2 separate regions of the Mus musculus genome follow, and region 1 is linked to region 2. The links are chromatin contacts, called in public ChIA-PET maps. All regions are on one chromosome and are shown on one strand. Each heading gives the region's core, a stretch centred on a gene start, on an enhancer-like site or on the middle of the called end of the contact. The rest is flanking DNA. Distances are from core to core; before and after follow the strand shown.

Region 1 (3,339 bases), core at 715-3,214, 350 kb after region 2:
AGTCACCATGACCAAGGTAACTTTTATAAAAGGAAGCATTCAGCTGGGGGGATGGCTTACAGTTTCAGAGAATTAGTCCGTTATCATCATGGTGGGAAGCAGAAAAGAACCGTCACTGGAGCAGTGGCTGGGAGCTTTCCACCCTGACCCACAGGCAGTAGGCAGAGAGAAAGAGAGACAACTGGGCCTGAGGTAGGCTTTTGAAACCTCAAAGCCCACCCTCCCCCAACCCAGCAAAAAAAATCTCCTCCAAGGCACCACCTCCCAACCCTTCCCAAACAGTATCAACTGGGGACTAAACATGCAAACATGAGCCTACAGAGCCCATTCTCAGTTAAAGCATCACACCTGCCTTCATTAAAACCATCCATAAAGATGAAGGTTTCACTGTGGTTGTAGAGAACCTATGTGAGCTGTCCACTGCCTTCTGAGGCTGCCTCTGCTCTGCTCCCATACCCACTCAGCAGCAACGCAGCTCCCCAGTGCTCAGCTGCCCACTATAGATTTTACATACATAAAATTTTAAAATATACAAGACTGGCCTTGAACTCAGAGATCTGCCTCTGCCTCTCTGCCTCTCTGCCTCTCTGCCTCTCTGCCTCCCTGCCTGCCTCTGCCTCTGCCTCTGCCTCTGCCTCTCTGCCTCTCTGCCTCTGCCTCTGCCTCTGCCTCTGCCTCTGCCTCTGCCTCTCTGCCTCTGCCTCTGTCTCTCTGCCTCTGCCTCTGCCTCTGTCTCTCTGCCTCTCTGCCTCTGTGCCTCCCTGCTTCTCTCTCTCTCTGCCTCTGCCTTTGCCTCTGTCTCTCTGCCTCTGCAGTGCTGGGATTAAAGACATTCCCCAACACACCCGGTCTTCTTATCTGTTCTCTGTGGGTTTTGTCTTCACTGTAGCTGTCATGATGCCAGCTCCACAGCTATGTTCTGTCTGCTGTATGTCCTTGTTGTATCTTCAGACCTGGTTTACTAGATATTCAATATGTCAGTCAACTTTCCATCTCTGTGACAAAAATGCATGGATCAATCAACTTATAAGTGCATTATACATTCATTTTTAAAATTATGTATATGGGTGTGTGTGTGTGTGTATGTGTATGCGCATGACACATGAGTATGGAGGCCAGAGGATGTTGTTGGACCTCTCAGAGCTAGAGTTACAGGTAGTTGTAAGCTGCCTGAAATGGATGCAGGGAATGGAACTCCTGTCTGCATTCTTCTGGAAGAGCAACAACTGCTCTTAACCACTAAGCCTTTTCTGTAACCCATGCCCCTATACCCACACCTGTTGCCCCCTCTTATTATATATTCACAAGGAAAAGGGTTTATTTTCCTTTCACATTATAAGTAGTTGCTTCAGTTGATTTTTTTTAAGTGAGGGCACAGTACAAAGCCTTCTGGCTCACCTCATAGTGGTCAGAAAGCAAAGACAGGAGGTAGAAGAAGCTGTATCCTCTTCAAGGGTGTGCCCTCTGTGACTTAACTTCCTGCCATTAAGAACCACATCTTTGCACCACATTTCCCTAGCACAACAAGGTGGAGATCAAGCCTTCCAGTCTCCACAGTACCTAAGCCGTACCCCAAACTTTAGCTGCAAGGGAGTCAGTCAAAGAGGGCTAACTCTTCCAACCTCTAGATAGGTTGGAACACAGAAGAATAGCTTCACAATGATGAAGTATAAACCATTGTGTCCCTGGAGTCCATTTACTCTAGCAAAACTAGAGTCTTTTTCAATGAAATATAATACACTAGAAAATAAAGTGTACTGTACAGCCTAAGGATAAGTGTTGTGTCAGGAAATATCATCCCAAATCAGCAAACAAAAGTATTTACCAGAATTCCCGGGGCATCAAGTTTCTTAAAAGCTCTGCAGTGGACTGAAGAAATGGATCAGTAGTACACAGTGTGCCCAGCTGCTCCATGTTCAATACCCAGTGTCCACATCAAGCTGCTTTACTGCTGCCTATAACTCCAGCTCCAGGGATCTGGCACCCCCTTGTGGCTTTCCTGTGTACTTTAATCACATGCACAAACCCACACAGAGCTGCATAACTAAAATAATAATAAGCCAGGTGTAGTGATACACTCATAACCCCAGCACTTGGAAGGCAGAGGCAGGAGGAATTCTGTGAGTTTGAGGCCAGCCTGGTTTTCATAGCAAACAAGTGCCAGGCCAGCCAGGGTGACAGAGTGAGACCCTTTCCCAAAACAATCAATGAAGAGGCTGGAAAATCGGGTCCTTGGTGGAGAGCATCAGCTACCTATAAGGGGGCTAACAGCTACCTGCAACCCCAATCCCAGGGGGTCCAAGGCCCTCTACTGACCTCCACAGGCAATGCACACATGTGATACACAGACATAAAAATTAAAATGTTTAAATATTTTAAAAATTAAATTGCAGGAGCTGGAGAGGCAGCTCGGTGGACAAGAACACTGGCTGCTCTTTCAGAGGAGCCAGGTTTGGTTCCCAGAACCCACGTGTCAGTTACTCCAATTCCAGGGGGATCCGACGCCCTCTGTTGGTCTCTTTGGGCACTCCTTGCACACAGTACACAGATGTATCTCTAAACAAAACACCCGTAAAATAAAAATAAGTAACATCCTTGTTTCTTCCTTTTGTTTTTTTGTTTTTTCCAGACATGGTCTATCTGTGCATAGCACTGGCTGTTCTGGAAGTGCACCACCGTCACCCGGCAATAAACAACATTTAATAAACACTTTTCTTAAATTGCTAGACATGGTGGCAAAAATCTCTCATCCCACACTTGAAAGGCTAAGGCAGTAGATTTCCGTAAGTTCAATGCGAGTCTGGACAGGGCTATGTAGAGAAAATCTGTTTAAAAAAAATTACAGTATATACATATATACATACACACACACACACACACACACACACACACACACCACACATACACACACATGACAAGCTTTAGGCCACCCAAGGGTATATAATGAGACCCTGCTTGAAGAAAAAAATATATATATATACATATATACATTTGCATGTGTGTGTGTGTGTATTCATGTTGCAAGACTGGCCTGGAACGCAGAGATCCACTTGCCTCTGCCTCCCAAGTGCTAGAATTAAAGGCGTGTGCCACCATGCCTGGCCTTAAAAACATTTTTGCAATAAGATGAACCTATGATGCCCGCTTTGGGGGAGGGCTGAAGCAGAAGATTACAAGATCAAAGCCTGGCTAGCCTATAGATAGTTAAGCAGCCTGAGATCCTGCCTCAAGGAGGTTAAGAGTAAACTTGAGAACTGGAGATGTGCTCCGTGGTGGAATGCTGGTTTAACATGCCTGGGGACCTGGGCTCTATCCCTAGCACTACCAGTTTCCCAGTAA
Region 2 (2,983 bases), core at 387-2,886:
AAAATGGGCAATTTTCAAAAGCAAAGCAATTAATCGAATATAATTATAGTGGAAAAGCAGAGGTGTACCTGTCTGGTCGAGCGCTTAGGGAGCATGCACAGAGCCGCAGCACTGTGCAGAGGGTGGTAGTGCTCACCTGTGATTGGGAGACAGAACGAAGAGGATCAGAGGTTCAAGGTCACCTTGGTTACAGGAAAGTTCATGGCTAGGCTGGGCTGTGAGCGACTCTGCCTCAAAAATAAACAAATACATCCATACTAGCCCTGGAAATGAATACATGAAAACAAATTAGATTCAATAACTGCCTAGGTAGAGGACGTTCATGACCCTCTTTCTAGGGAGCTGCAGTCAGTAAGGCTTCCCTCAGTGTCACCATCCTGCCACAGCAGACCCACCAGTGCTAGAGTGTTCTGTTTGTCTGGCGAATGTGAGGAAGCATATGTGGTGTGTGTAGTCTTGTGTATCTGCACACATGTGGAGGTGCATGCCTATGTAGAAGCCAGGGAAGGACACTGGGTGTCTTGCTCTATTATCTCTGCATCATTGCCTTGAAGCAGGCCTCTCACTCAATGTGGAGCTACCTCGCTAGCCTGGCAACTTGTGAGTCTCTGACATGACAGTGTTGAAGTGATGGACCAAGTGTTTGGCCACAGCCAGAGGGTGCCAGGGATCATAGAAATCAAGTATTCACCCTTACCTGGCCCTTTTCCACTGAGCCATTTCCCCAGGTCCTAGCTAGTGATTTTAGGTTTCAATCATATATATATTCAGTCATAGAAGAAGGGAAGACACTATGAAAGGTATAAAATAAGTCTAAGTGCCCTAACCTGTTGGGAAGAAACCCTTCAGACCAGTGGTTCTTAACCTTCCCAATGCTGTGGCCCTTAGTTCTTCATGTTGTGGTGACCACTAATCATGAAATTATTTCATTTCTACTTCATAACTTTAATTTTGGTACTATTATGAACCATAATGTAAATATCTGATAGACAACCCCCAAAGGGGTTGTGTGGGACTCACAGGTGGAGAACCACTGCCTTGGAACATTTCTTCCTACAAAATATTGTAGAAAATTTTCACCACATTCTTTTCCAATGCCTGAAATTCTCTGCCACCTTAGGACTTTGAAAGGCACGGATCACCTTAAAAACCCAGGTTCCGTGGACATTCCACGACACCTTAGCCTGGTTTAGTCAATGAGCAGAAACTGGACATTTTTTTAATTTTAAACTTTAAATTTGCCTTATTTGAGTTAAATATTTCTTGATCAGATATCTAACCACATTGGACATAATTTTGTGTATAGAGAGGAAAGAGGGATAAAAGGAGAAGATGCTAGCTAGCCCTCAGAAGACCTGTCTGTTGGAGAAGAAAGCAAACAGGGCTCGGTGAGAGCAGGTTGAGTAATGGCCGGTGCCTGAAGAATCCAGACAAGGCTGGGAAGCTCAGGGGAACTTCTGCAACCCCAGCAGCTTTCAGATTGTTTAACGTATGACTCAGAAAAAAAAAAATCTCATACATTCTCACTGCCGCAAAATCATGGTTAAGAAAAACAAAGGCACCATTAGACAGCGTAGAAGCAGCATGGCCACCCTCTCTGCTAGACCCACACATCCTTGAGTGCTCCCCTTGGGTCCTCTAGAAGGGCTCAAAGCACACGTGACTCTCTTTTTCTACCCTGGATTCTTTTGTTACTACATAGCGCCTGGGTCTTGGTAGTGGGCAGTGAATGCCAGCTCCTAGGTGAATCTTCTCTTACCTAAGCCGACAGCTGTAATCCTTATTCATAAGGTTCATCTCTGCTTTCACTTTTGATCCTTAACCTTTTATTGCCTATGGCTGAATTATTTCACAGCTAGGAAAATGAGCAGCAGAATGCTTGAGAATGGCTTAGTGAATTCCAACTCATAAATAAAGCTCAGACAGAAAAGCTTTCGCTTTCTGTTCTCCTTTGACCTTCAGCCTGTGTCACCTCCAGAGGCAGTTTTGCCCTGCTGTGCGGTTATGGTCATTTATGCTTGTAATCTACTCTGCAAATACTTCCTGGGAAAGGAACCACAGTCGTTGGTTTCTACACGGAGTTTTTCTTGCCCTCTTTTCTTACACCCTAAAGATACAATCCACCTCTTGAGAAATTCCTCAGGTCTTTGCACGCAAAGATGAAGGTAGCTCCAGACTCCACAGCTTCAATTTAACAAGTCTTGTTTTCCTTCCTGCATCAAGGTGAGGATTCTCCCACAGAGACAAGTTAATACCTTCTTCCAATGAGCAGTGATTGCCTCCAGCATCTTGAAACAAAGCCAATGTAGAAAGTTTTTCTGATCTTCACTTCCCGCCCAGAGCGTTTCCTGCTACAGCATCAGCTGTGTTGCTTACCCGGTATCCGCTATCTCCCTTTTCTGGTTGTATTTTATCTAAATCATCTTCACTCTAGTTGAGCTAAGGCGGTGTGGTTTTGCAAATTAAATCAGTTGTGGGTTTCTGCATATGTCTCCTCCCTGTGTTTACTAAGCTTTTTTTTTTTTTTAATTTTATTTTAAAAATATTGTATGTCTGTTTTTATCTTAGCAGCTGTGAAGGGAGGTTTGTTGGACTCAGGGCTCTTTTCAACCAAATCCCAGGCAATTTAGAAGGATGTGCTTGTAAGAAACAGGAATAAATGCTGTTGTGAGAGTGTCCCTTAAATATTGATGGAGTGAATTCCCTTTAAAATTTAAGTACATGCGTGAGAGATTATCTTGCACATACTTAAAAGAGTTCATGAGTCTAGATTTACACCTTTGTTTGGAGGCAAAGTCTGACATGTTCTTCCTTGCTGTTTTTCTGCGTGGTGCAGGCCAGATGGCCCCCAGGCCTCGCCTGTGTGCACCTCTTGTCTCTTCTTACCTCAAAAAATTCTGGGATTGCAGGTGCATGCAGCTGCCTAAGGGTTTTTTTTTTGTTTTTGTTTTTGTTTTGTTTTGTTTTGTTTTGTTTTGTTTTT

What was found. ChIA-PET counts read pairs in DNA pulled down with a chosen protein or histone mark.
Region 1: an RNA polymerase II ChIA-PET map of effector CD8 T cells shows a contact between it and region 2, with 8 read pairs. The contact joins two enhancer-like sites. A contact is called at or near these places in 5 of 484 Hi-C or Micro-C datasets (the HPC-5 cell line, LSK cells, centrocytes and 2 more), 10 of 115 datasets of contacts at active chromatin or transcription factors (the 230-238 cell line, the SCID.adh cell line, bone marrow-derived macrophages and 5 more) and 2 of 9 other capture datasets (adipose tissue and liver).

What each region holds. Positions count from the first base shown.
Region 1 is chr2:11,540,862-11,544,200 of GRCm38.p6, forward strand. It overlaps a transcript of Pfkfb3 not described here. Among named protein-coding and RNA genes, the nearest start is that of Gm10851, 21 kb to the left of the region's middle. Within about 2 kb of position 1,965, at least 29 of the 459 cell types and tissues checked have an H3K27ac peak or open chromatin away from gene starts, as enhancers often do. A contact at or near this core is called in effector CD8 T cells and regulatory T cells, where this site is marked.
Region 2 is chr2:11,191,010-11,193,992 of GRCm38.p6, forward strand. All of the region lies in intron 1 of Prkcq (protein kinase C, theta), which reads left to right. Among named protein-coding and RNA genes, the nearest start is that of Prkcq, 20 kb to the left of the region's middle. Within about 2 kb of position 1,637, at least 114 of the 459 cell types and tissues checked have an H3K27ac peak or open chromatin away from gene starts, as enhancers often do. A contact at or near this core is called in effector CD8 T cells and regulatory T cells, where this site is marked.